2 separate regions of the Zea mays genome follow, and region 1 is linked to region 2. The links are chromatin contacts, called in public Hi-C maps. All regions are on one chromosome and are shown on one strand. The core of a region is the stretch at or near the end of the contact, and the rest is flanking DNA. Distances in the headings are between cores, read along the strand shown.

The links. Hi-C and Micro-C count contacts between places; a contact is called where the count stands out from the background.
Region 1: a contact with region 2 is called in a Hi-C map of tassel, with 2.1 times the contacts expected there. The contact joins the promoter of LOC100282227 here to the promoter of LOC100382733 in region 2. A contact is called at or near these places in 3 of 25 Hi-C or Micro-C datasets (ear, leaf and tassel).

What each region holds. Positions count from the first base shown.
Region 1 is chr7:20,335,147-20,341,922 of Zm-B73-REFERENCE-NAM-5.0, forward strand. It overlaps LOC100282227 (nudix hydrolase 13), which reads right to left and starts at 4,043. Exons shown (of 4, transcript NM_001155139.1): 1 at 3,733-4,043; 2 at 2,109-2,226; 3 at 1,493-1,576. The coding sequence starts at 3,803.
Region 2 is chr7:20,131,062-20,137,446 of Zm-B73-REFERENCE-NAM-5.0, forward strand. It overlaps LOC100382733 (alpha/beta-Hydrolases superfamily protein), which reads right to left and starts at 1,632. Exons shown (of 9, transcript NM_001175452.1): 1 at 1,281-1,632; 2 at 126-202. The coding sequence starts at 1,502.

The DNA.
Region 1 (6,776 bases), core at 2,793-5,292, 210 kb after region 2:
ACTGAGGTGACCGGGAGGGTGGAACCGTTGCCAACGACGATGGAGGAAGGATGTGAGGGGTGTGGTGGATGGGAGTGGAATAACGAACTGGTTGTGGGGGTAGTGTGGAAGGAGGCCCCGGAGTCAACCACCTAATCGGTGGTGGGAGGGGGAGGTGGTGGTGGCGAAGGTACGGTGTGAGCGGAGAGGGCTAAAGAAGGTGGTGGTGGCGAAGGTACGGTGTGGGGACAACACTGGTAGGAGAAGCGCAACTGCGCGAGTAGCGAGGAGAGCCGTCCAGAAGGGCGCGCGCAGCCACTAGGATCGAGTCGGGTGGCGTCGCTGGGAGTTGGGGCCGATGGCGCCCGACAGCAGGGAACAGCCGCAGTGGTGCGGCTGGGAGCAGAAGAGGATGCCACGGCGGGGAGGTAGCCAGGACGGAGCTGCGCGCCGAGCGGGGGCAGTGCGCCGTCGGCAGAGGACCCGCGGCCTGCAGAGGGGCGGCGGATGGCCGTCCGGCGGCGCGGCGTTGGTGGCGTTGTCCGCCAGAGAGGGGCAGGGCCAGCGGCGGAGGCCGGAGCAGATGGGGGCGGGGTCGGCGGCGGCCGGCGCGGGGACAGGTGCGGTGCTGGTGGAGTAGCCGCGCCGGTGAAGTGGAGTCGCCCGGATCCGGCGGTGGAGGAAGGCAGAGCGGAGGAGGCAGCCGGCGGCGCGGTGTGGCGACGTAGCGCGGAATCCAGGGAGGCGGTCGCGATGCACTGGCAGGGGGCGAGCTGTGCCGAGCACCTGGACAGCGGAGGCAGGCAGAGTTCGCCCCGGTGGCTAGAGCTGCTGGGGGAGGGAGAACGACGGCCACGGCGGCAGGTGGCCGGATTTGGAGACGAGGAAGCAACGCCTGAGGAAGAATGCCCTGGCACGCGAGCAGAGGGAGAGGGCACAGGAGCACGCCTGCAGCCGGAGTTGAAGAAGGCCGGTGCCGGGGAAGCAGGGCCGGTAGGATGGCAGGGGCTCGGCCAGGTGTGTCGCCGGCGCAGGGAAGGGAGGAGAGAGGGCGGCGGGGTGGGCGGCTGGGGTTGGCGACGCCCGAGAGGGAGATGGGGGCTGGAAAAAAATTAAGTTGGCTCTAGTACCATGTTGATTGGTGAAAACCCTAACCCTAACAGGGGTTGGGTGGTGTATTAATAGACTTGAGTACTGGGCCAGGCCCATTACAGAGGGGCGAGACAGTAATTACACAGGGAAAAAACCCCAAACCCTAAACGGGTATTCTAACAAGTACCAATATACTTCTCCACTCATCAAACATCTTGTTTGGCCGTAAGATATGGTAAGCCATACTATAGCTATGTCCCTGAACCATTTCCATACCTCAATTGGGATACTATCAGGGCCCATCGCCTTAACATACCCCCCCCACACACACACACAAACACACTTTTCCTTTTCCCTTTTTTTCCTTTGGGTGGGAGGGGTACTAATGTTGTATCAAATAAACATAGAAACAATATCTCACCACTAAATCTCCTCGCACTCCAGCTTCTTCGATAGCTTCCCTTGCAGCTGCCTCTTCAACAGTTTCATCATTCTCCCAGCCTCCCTGCATCAACAAATTACAAATGTATATTAACCAAATAGGCACTATCATGGTGATAAGAGAACTGCATACAACATATATGACAAATGGTTAAATGTAGAGGTTTAAATGCAAGAGCATCATAAGGTTGGCACTTGGCACTTGGATATCTTCCTGCTACAACTGAATGACTTAAGTGACCGCTCATTGGCACCTGATTTCTTAGTATCTAGTTAATCAAAGTAATATATCTTCCACAAGCGGTGGCACACATTGCATTAATAGACAGCTAATTATCAATATGAGCATGATGCCAAACAAAGAAAAACTCAATAGAACTGACAAAATCTCTATAGCCTAACTAATTTCATATAAGCTATTTTGTTAAGCAAAATCACACTCATGTGGGAGCTTCTGGCACTGGGTTTTCCCTTTTTATTTTGTTAAGCTAAATCACAGAAAAAATGCTCAAATTTCTGATTTTCCATACATCATACTGTGACAATTATGTGAATGATGTGATATATGGTTAGTTGTTTATTTACATTAATCATACCTTTGGAAATAGAAGACCCGGTCCACTTTGGGAGCTGATCATGAGAACTTCAACAAGTTTCTTTTGTTCATCATCAGAAGCTCCATCATTAATATCCCTATATCTGAATGGTATGCACCTATATATAAACAAGGAAGAAGAATGAGACAAGTGAAACACATTGCAAGATTCACATTATTACAAGAGACTGTGTCTACAACCATAGCACTCAAAATTACATGCACAAATCACACTCAACTAAAAGGTATTGGCAAAACCCCCAAGGTATATTTCTTGCTGCAGTGTACACATAACCATTTGCTGAAGCAAAAACAAATGCTTAGCGCAGAAGATGATGCCATTGGTTACTTCATAGCAGTAGAAACTATAAACTTAAGTCCTTTGTTTACAGTGCTCAGTAGACTGCATATCAACTTATGTTTGTATGGAGTAAAATTAAACAGAGTTCAGTACAAGCAGAAAGTAAACTAAGTGATGGTTTTCCAGACACCTTGGTAAAATATTGGACTAGTGCTGCAAAATATTTGCACGCTTAAGTCTATATCCACTTGAAAGAATAAAAGTATAAAAACAAAGAATGCTCACATCACCAACAGGAAACATTAATGTAACAAACAACAGTGACATTTTGCCATTGATGGTCAGCAAACAATGAAGCAGCAAGAAGACAAATCAGCTGTTTTACCTGATGTTATGTAACCTCTAATAAAAGTACCTAACTGTACTCATTGGAACAGGAATTCCCAACAGACTACAGGATAACTTGACCTCTTTCCATGGTCTAAACAATCTCTGCCATTTGGCTCAAGTCGTGCACCTATCTATATATTTTAATCTAGAAATCTATCCGTTTCTTTCAACAGTGTTTGTACATCGCAAAACGAATTAAAAATGGGATTCCTTCCTAAAATTTAATGCATAATTTTAGATAAGATATAAAAATGGTCTAGAAGGACGGAACATGACATACTGCGCTTATGTCATGCATAAAACTAATCGGATTGCGCCAACCTAGAATAAGAATCTGCTACAGAGAACATATGCCTACATTATCCAATGCCAAATGGCCTCTTCTACGCAACTGATTCTAATAGACCCATCAGTCCACAGGCGATTCATTCTACAACGACGCAATTGTGGACAAAACAGATGTCCTTTACGCTGACAGTATCTTGTGATGACATGAAATTTAGTGCAGGACTAATGAATAATAAAACGGTAAAGAAGTGCCGAATGGGCCCTTACATGTCAGGTGAAGAAACTAATGTACTAATGACTAATGACACAGAAACAGGCTACTATTCACCGATTATGACCAATCCAGGACAATTAATCAGCCAGAGAGGTCGACCCTACTCCCAACAGAAGCAGCAGTAAAACACAGGATAGTCGCAGCCCAACAAGGCCACATGCATCCATTCCAGTTGGTAAGCAAACGCTCCCAGCATAGCGAACCTTTAAGCTGCCCAACCAAGCAAGCACCGCAACCGGACAAACCCAATCAGATCGAATCGAGGGCAGATAAAAACGCCTGATGTCTTTGGTGTGTGGATGCGAGAAGGCAGAGGGAGAAGAGCCGTGGTGGTTGGGGGTAGGGAAGGGGGGGCTCCCCTTACGGACGCACCCGGCCACAAGGCGACGGCCGTTCTCGTAGCGCTGCAGGTGCCGGCCCGTGCGGGCCACCAGATCACACATGCCTGCCTCCCCCTCTCCCACCGATCCCACGGCGGGACACAGGCTGTCCCTAGCCAGGCCCCCAACTTCCTAGAGCATCTTCCTTCTCGCGTCAGGACGGCGAGTGCCGGCCGGCGGCGCGCGGCAATGCGGCAGAGCCGTGGGAGGCCAAGGTCGAGAAGTTGTTAGCGTGGACCTCGCTGCACCATGTGGGGCTTGGGGCGCCCAGCCGCTCGCTTCCTCTCCCTCTCTTTTCTTTTTCTTTCTTTCCTTTGTTTTCTCGTTTATATTTTTTGTATTTTGTGTGGTGGTTTTTTAATTCTTTTTACAGCTTTTAAGAATTTCAATTTTTATATGTTTTTATCATGATACAAATATATGAATACACACACTTCACCCCTATGGCACCTCTAAAAAAATTAAGACGACTGGAAACGCATAAGAATTTCACCGAACGCTAGATTATAAACAGTCTTATAATCCATTTATGTATAAAAAAATGTGCGAGATTTTTACCCAAATTCTATATTGTTTACATTTCTTACAGAAGCGACAGCTCACCCATTTGTGTTAAACATGACTAGATTGTGTTCTGCCTGTGAACTGATGGATAGCTCTACCGACCGTTGAAGCACAAACCATGAGCGACATTAATCTCAAAGACAAACCATCACCAACATAGTACCAAAATAGCAAACTCCACAAGCATATAATACCAGTTCGGAATACCATTCCAGCGAAGCAAGCTCTTGGCAATGTTATAATCCGAAAAAAAAAATACTCAGTTTGTCGAGTTCTCCCGCATGTTGGTGTCATCCCTAGTCCCTACTCACCAGTATGTGTGGCCAATGTGAATTAAATAGGATTAGAAAAAAATTAATTTTTTTGACTTACTATATATTTAAGCCAACGTCCAATCTATATAGATTAAGACTAAAACGAAAAATTAGCATATCATGTATATAACCGTGTAATATTTAAAATGTAGAGTTTAAAAAATAAGAGATAAGGATGAGTAAGGTGGCGTTTAGTTCCCGATGGATTTTTAGAATCTGGATAATGCACAAAATCTAATGCAAATCTCATTATCAACTTATGGAAAGATTGTACGATTCTGGTATAAAATCCAATGCAAAATTAAGGAGGTGTTTAATTTGCAATGAGATTCTAAAAATGGGATAGAAAACAAACATGGCCTAAGGGCATGTGTAACCCATCTAATATATGGGTTTTTAAAGATATTTATAGTAAGGATGGCAACAAGTTTGAAACTCGCGGGTAGAGCGTTTACAGACCCGCACCCATACTTGTCACCCCGCGACGAGTATAATATGCTACTCATACCCGCTACCCACGGATACCACAAACTCGTGGACATACCCACGGGCCCATAATTATACACATACATTTATACATCTCATGTATATATACATATATTTATATACATATATTATACAAATATATATATATATATATATGCACACCTATATAAATATATATATGCATATACATATATATACATAAACATATATATATTAACTGCGGGTATACGGGTTTGCGTGCACGGGTACAATGTTTTCATACCTGCGAGAAAAAACCTGTTGGATTGAGAATCAAACCCACGCTCGTACACGCGGATACAAACTCACATCCAAACCCACACCATATATGGTTTTTACCCGCGGGCACGCGGGTAAAATGTGCACGTTGCCATCCCTAATCTCTAGGGAGTTAATTGAAAAAATATATAAGAGACGATCTCTTCGCAAAGAGCTCGTCTCTTCACGACTCTACATACATATTATCTCTTAATTGTATGTAGAGGGTGTTTGAATGTACTAGAGATAATAGTTATTGACTAAAATTAGCTAGAGACGTCTAAACACTCTAGCTAATAGTTTAGTTATTAGCTATTTTTAATAAATTAGTTAATAGTTAGTTGTTCAGTTCCTCCGTTTCAAATTAAAATTCGTTTTAGTCAATTCATAGGTTCATACAATAATTAACGTATGTGTTTTATATATGTGTCTAGATTCATCTTTATCTAGTTGAATATAGACATAAAAAATAAGACCTAAAACGGCTTGTTGAGAACATGTTCGCCTCGACATGTTAATCCAACGGGGAAATGGAAAATGTGCTTGTAAGGTTGGGTATGGAATGCCAAAAGCTTTGTTTCTTACTGTAGCGGGGCACTGTACGGGGGTATTTATAGGTACTCGAGTGGCCGTCTGTCCTTGCCAAAGACGTTTATGCCCTCGAGTACCCAGTTTATTCCCAGAATATTCCCACGAGGGGAGGTTACAGGCGGTCATTACGGTAAACCCTATTACAGACACGACCCTTATCGCGCTTGTCCTCGCGGGGCCCATTACCATGGGCCGAATCCTCATGGGCCTCCCAGGGCGGTGACGACGTGGGAGACCCGTAGACTTCGACAAAGCCTTCGTCTTACAACCTGAGGGCTAAGGGGACCGCACAGGTCTCCGTCCGGTCGGCGCCTTCGTCTTGTTCTGACGCGTTCTGTGGATGTGGCCTTCATCTGCGCGATGGGAAGGCAAAGTCGTAGAGCGAAGGGTAGCGTGTTCGCCTTCGCCCCAACATTTGCCCTCCGAGTGACCAGTTCGACCAAGTCAGCTGGTGCCGAAGACCGCCGCTGGATGGTGAAGACGCTGCCCTCGCTCGAATTGGTCCCACGGTGGTTTTTGAAATGTGACCGTTGATGGACGTGTCACTGTTGGACCGTGTGTTTCCCGAGGCGTTGCGTTGTGCCTAAAAAGCTGATCGCGGCCGGGTCTATTTCCAGCTTTTGTTTGCGCTGTAGAAAACCCTAGCTTTTGCCAACTGCTCGTCTGCCCTCCTTGCTCTCCCGCTTCGGAAATCTGGCCTGTGTCAAGCAGACCGCGCGCCGCCGCCGACGGTACATAGCAATGTCCTCTTCTTCGTCTGCTGCAAGTGCGTCGTCGGCCATCCCATCGTCCGAGTATACTTTGA
Region 2 (6,385 bases), core at 382-2,881:
AAAAGTCAAAGGATCTTATGATTTGGAAGAGTAGGTGTTAAATTGAAATATTATGATCAAATTTATGCAATCTCAAGTATCGGGGGGGGGGGGGGGGGGGGGCAGAAAATACTATTTCGACTTACTCAGTAGCTAAAAGCCCATCTGTGAGGCCACCAATGAAGATCACCTGATGGTTAAAATCCCCAGTCCTGAATGCTACCTGAAAGAAGAAAAGTGAAGTTATAGCACAAAGCCATTGATTAATGCAGCACTAGCAAAATATATCCAAAAAGAGTTAGCTTAGGTTTACTCCAGATTTTTTTTTAAAAAAAAAGAAGATATTGAAGAAACCACACAGCACTCAAAAGAACTGAACATAGAGGCATCTGTACCATAACTTTCAAGGGTTGCAAATCTATCCAGACCAAAAAAACGAAATACAAGGTATTTCCCTGCAGAATAAGATTCCCAAGAATACTAGTGGGTATGATTGTCATTCTTATGTTCTAAAAGCTGAGAAACAATTGATCTTATTGGAGCTGCAAATGCAATTACAGGTGTCCCAAGTCCAAAAGTAGTAAAAATTGCCACAAGCATGTACGAAGTCACCTTAGTACAGACCTGATTGTAACAATAAATAAAGAACTAAAATACAGTCTTCTACCAGACAATAGAAACTCGGCATGATTAAAAAAATCCATGGTGAAAAGCAAGAGCGCTAAAGATAGGAAGCAAGCAAACCACAAGAATAACCATGGTGCATAAGGACGACCACTGCCTTCAGCCGGAAATGTCACAGAAACTAAGAGGCAAGCAGCAAAAGGGACATAGCCGTGTAACATTACCCAAAGAGAATTAAACCCTAGATCCAGACAGCAAATTGCCAAAACGGATCGCTAAATGTACCGCCTTTTTCAGAGGTTTTTTGAGCATCATAGAATCTTCCATATCCTATAGGAATCTAAACATGCACAAGGCACGCTTTAGGCATGCGTGAGAAAACGTAGGAGCCCCACTTGGTACAAAAGCAGAACTCCGAAACTAAAAAGTGAGATCTCGCATCTGGAATGTCGCAAAAGATCCCCTCCTTCCAGAGGCCGTGGCAGCACGCGGCGACGACCTTCTGGAAACTTACGGAACATCCAAGCCACGGATTCCACCGTCTAGCAGCTCCTAAAGTACTCGACGAACGCAACCGCGAAATGCTGTGACTAGTTCCATCTCGCCATCTCGGATTCCAGAACTTTCCTGGGGAAAAGCGGCGCGACGCGGGGAGGTGGGAGACGCCCGGCCCGTACCTGCGCAGATTTGGGGCCGTACTTGAACAGCGCCCCGCAGAGATGATTCCGCTTGCCTCCTCCGGAGCCGGCGCCGATTACGGACTTGGGCGCGTCGGGGAGGAACGCGGAGGCGGGGCCGGAGGCGGAGGCGGAGGCCGAGGCCGAGGCGACGCCGCCGGCCATGGTGGAGGAGGAGCGCGAGAGGCCGGAGAACCAGGAGGTGGGGGCCGGCGAGGTCATAGTAACGGCTGCGGCGGCTCCAGCGGCGCGCCTCACGGGCTCACGGCGTGGGCATCGCGGATGTGGCCATGTGGGGTCGGGTGGTTGGCGGCTGCGAATTTTCTGGGCTGGTTCTGGTTGGATCGAGCTGTTGTCAATCAAGACCAGCGGGAATGGAAACGGGTTCATTTTTTTACTATATTGAAATAAATTCGATAAAAAATATATAGGGGTGACGTCAACTCGACTGTATGATTGGCACTGATTGTCCCTGTACTGTGCGGTTGGTAAGTTTGCCGGACATATTTGTTTCTTTCAAGCTGGGCTGAAGCCAAAAGAAATCAGGTCACACGATAACATGAGCTAGAGCTAGCACGGCTGTAATGTACAGTATGATCTTTGGGGTTGTTTAGTTAGTCTGACTAAAGTTTAGACCGTGACAAATCGAATGTTTCAATGTCAATTATGAATACTAAATAAAGTCTAGTTAAAAAATCAATTACACAGATAAGAGATAAGGACTAAACGGTAAGACGAATCTGGCCTAATTAGTTCATAATTTGCCGAAGTGATGCTATAGTAAATATCTGCTAATGATGGATTGATTAGACTTAATAAATTCATCTTGTCGTTTAGCATTCATCTATATAATTAGTTTTCTAATTAGACTATACTTAATACTCGTAATTGGTATTCAAACCTCTATTGTGATACGGACTAAACTTTAGTAAAGAGAACCAAACATATTAACATAATAATAAACATAAATGTTCGGCTGTTGGTTTTCAAAGAGCTGCAAGTGCAGATGTACATTGTTGCTACATTATGTCCTTTCCATATAACCAGGCAGCATGAGTTGTTGATGCAGTCGGACAACTTCAATGAATCGATGAAATTGATATATAGAGCAATTAAACCGATATTGATTCTATTTTCTGTCGAAGGACTCTACGAATAGCCGTGTGTGGAGGTTGTCCTAAAATCAACAATGTCACCAAAAACACCGTTAAATCACGCATGAAGTCATGATGAACACTAAGATAGAAAGGAAAAGGATACTAAATTTGTTTTTGATCGATTGGATGTTAGATATCTCAATCGTTCATGATTGTCTTATATATGTTAAGGTGGTCTTATTCTAGTATAAAACAATTCAAATATGTGATTTGCAAGTTTCTCACATCAAAAAATTTTGGAAACTAATCGGTTCGGAATTCAGCAAAAGTTAGCCAAACTGGTTTTGAAAACCGGCTAAGTTAGCTTGGCAATAGGAATCCGACTTGGCCGACTCAGAACATTCGACTTGGACGGGTTTAGGGGTCGATCTGACCGGCTTTAGTAGGGTCAATACTTTTGCATATTATGCCCCTATTTTAGGTTAATACTCACGCGAACCTAAAACATAAAAGCACTAAATAGTGATGGTGTCCAACTCACTATATATCTAACATATAAGGACATGCATACATTTGGTTATATATGCATGCATGTATCCACTATTGTTTGGGAAGTAACATAGTCCTCTTGCCAACATTTAGAAAATATTTCTTCAAATATCTTTCATTGATTGCTCTCGGACTTGGATGAAGGCAATGAGGTGATCAAGGAGATCAACACCTCAAAGAAAGAAATTAGAATACTCGTTCAAGATTTATCAAAAACATATAAAAGTCTAACACACAAGATAAAAGAAGTCTAAACCAAGAAACACGAAGAAACAAAAAATAAGTTGTAGAGTGTTGGAACTTGCTGCCAGGTGCAAGGGGATCCAACGAGGGTGAGAGTTGACGTAAACAGGGTTCTCGCACGAGATGGCAAAAGCTCTGTTAATCTAGCCTCTCAAGGGCACTGTGCGGGGGTATTTATAGGTATCTGAGTGCCCAGCGTCCTGTGTTAAGGACGCATGTGCCCTCAGACATCTAGGTTATCCCCGGAATATTCCCATAAAGCGGGGTTACAGACCGTAATTACAGGGATGCCTTTACAAATTAGGCCCGTAACGCGCAGCGGCCACGCAGGGCCTGTTACAATGGGCCGGATCACATGTGGGCCTCCATGTTGGACGAGGTCGCAATGGTGGGACGACCTCGTCACAGGTCTTCGTCCGATGACATGTGGGATGAAGGGTGAGTCTGCCTGTTGTCTTGTCTCCGTTGGTCCGACGATTACGGCGAAGGCATCGAGCGAAGGGTGGCGTCTTCGCCTTCGCCCCAACATTTGCCCTCCGAGGGACCAGTTCGACTAAGTCATCTGGTGTCGAAGACGTCGCTAGATGGCGGAGACGCTGCCCTTGCTCGAAGTGGTTCCGCGGGGGTTTTTGACATGATCGTTGATTGACACTGTACTGTTGGACTGCGGGTTTCCCGAAGCGTCGCGCCCTATGTATAAAAGGGGGCGGGGGGCGGCGCGTTTTGAACTTTATCTTTCCGCGCTCCGTGAAAACCCTAGCCGCCTTTTCCACCATCTTGCTGCTCGTCTGCCCTCCTTGCTCTTGTTCGCCGGAGATCTGGCCCGAGTGAAGCAGACCGCCCGCCGCCGCCGACGGTACGTAGCGATGCCGACCTCTTCTTCTTCTGCTGCCGCTACACCGCCGGCCGATGCGTCGTCTGAGGAGACACTGAGTACTGTGGCGGCGAAGGAGTTGCGCGCCGGCGATACGGTGGATTTCGGTGTGTCGCGGATGTCCTCGGTCCGCGTGCAAGATATGCAGCAGCTTGGTTACTTTGGCGGCGGAGTCGCTCGTGTCCCGGGGACGGAGGAGGTCCCCGAGCCGGAAGGCGAGTTGGTTGTGTTCGAGGCGTTCTTTGTCGCTGGTCTTCGCCTGCCTGCGCACCGATTTGTGGGAGAAGTCCTGCGCAGATTTAACGTTCAGATCCATCAGCTGACTCCGAATGCCGTGGTGGCTCTGTTGAAGTATGTCTGGGCGACGACTTCGTACGGCGGACAGCCATCAGTCGAAGTCTTCGCGAAGTACTATTGCCTGCACTGGCAGAAGAGGATGATCGGAAATGAAGTTGCCCAGTTTGGGTCCTGCACATTTACGCCAAAGACCGGCAAGACCTCGATGGAGGTAGTTGAGTTGGTTCCTTGCGCCCGCAATAAGTGGGGCAACTGGCATGAGTTTTGGTTCTACGTCACGGAGGGCGCAGTCGAAGACCATCTGGGGCTCCCCGTGTCCGAGATGTGCTCGCATTATTACTCAGCATACCCGCCGTTTGAAGTGGCGGAGGAGGATGCAGACGAAGGGGCCCTTCGGTGCGCCGCCGGCCTGAGCAGCGGGCGCGATTTGGTTGAGATGTTTGTGGCGTACGGGGTATGGCCTTTGGCGCATGGTTGGGCGTTGGGCGAAGTATGCCCTCGCCAGATGCCTTCCCATGGTGGGAAGCTGGTGCGAAGTCTCGCCTTCGTGCTGGATCTGCATAGCTGCGATCCGACCGCCTTTGTACGTGAGGCGGAGGATGGGGCGGTGCAGATCGTCGGTCGATACGTGCCGAAGACAGAGGGCCAGCGTAGCTGGGATATTCGCGGGTCCAATGACCGCTTGAACAGGGTTTTCGAGTTGAACCGTCTGCCGTATGGCGGTTATCCCGGCCAAGACGATGTGGATCGTCGCGGGAAGAAACCGGTGGTAGAGACGGGAGACGACCCCGCGCCGGCGGCCGCCCCGTCCTCTAAGAAGAGGAAACTAGGTATTGCTATGGGAGGTCTGGGGGTTTCTGATGGTTTTGCTAGGGAATTGATGAGGACATGCGCGGCCCCGAGGGGAAGGATGTCTTCGCCCGAGCTCCGGGAGTCTTTGACGCGGATGCTGAGGGTTACCGGGGGTTGGTGGCCTAAGAATGTTCCTATCCCCCGCGCGGTCGGCGAAGACTTTTTTACATCTCGCATGGTTCGTGATTGTAAAGTGTTTCCTTACGGGCGGAATATTGCTGATGTTGTGTCGGCAGTGATGGACAAGGATCGTCAGGGAGCTTCGCAGAAGCGTCAGGCGGTCGTCAGGCTTCATGAGGCCACGCCGAAGAGGCCGCGGGGGGCTGCGAAGGCTGCTGCCCCCGGCGGAAGCCAGCCGCCGCTGGCGGCGAAGTCGGTCGTCCCTACATCCAGCAGGGCACCGGAGGCTGCGAAGGCGGCTGCCGCCGATGGTTCCAAGCTTGTGAAGGCCGCCCCTGTGTCCAGCAGGGTGCCGGAGGCTGCTAAGGCGGCCCGAGAGTTGTCGCCGCCGGGCAAGCGTGTCGCCGACTTCGCCACTGACATTAGTGTGGAAGATTATCTTGTTGGTAAGTCATTGGCTCGAGTTTTTTTTAATCTGTTGATACGTCGCAGGGTCGAACGAAGGCCAACTTGTTGTTGTTCCGCCTGCCGTGGCGACCGCGACGGCTGCCGTGGTGCCCAGGGCGAAGGGCAGTGCTCTTAGTGCCGGCGGCGAGATACCGGCACTCACTGCCGTCAGGGACGAGGTGGGTGCTGTGTCCCGCCGGCTGAAGGAGATGAAGGAGGCACTAAGTCAGGTACGTTGAGCTAGACTTCGGTTTTTTACCGGCTTCGTTGGGGCTGTGGTCTTATGTGTGTCTTGTAGGCGGCTGACTTCGCAGACCGCGCGGCATCGGGGGCCCTGACGGCAGTTGTGTCTGCCGAAGTCGAGAGACTTCGGACGCAACATGCCGACGTCGTCCGAGAAAAGTCGGCCGCCGACAGCAAGTGCCGCAAGCTGGCGGATAAGGTGGCCGCGCTGGAGGGTGAGAAGACTGATCTCCGGCGCCAACTGGCGGAGGAAAGGAAGGAGGCTAATGAGGCCCTCGCCAAGGCGCAGTCTGCGCAGGCGGAGGCCAATTTGGCGCGGGCGTAGGGCAGTCTTGTCAGGCAGCGCGCCGAGCAGTTAGAGGAGCGGCTCAGCGCTCTGCAGA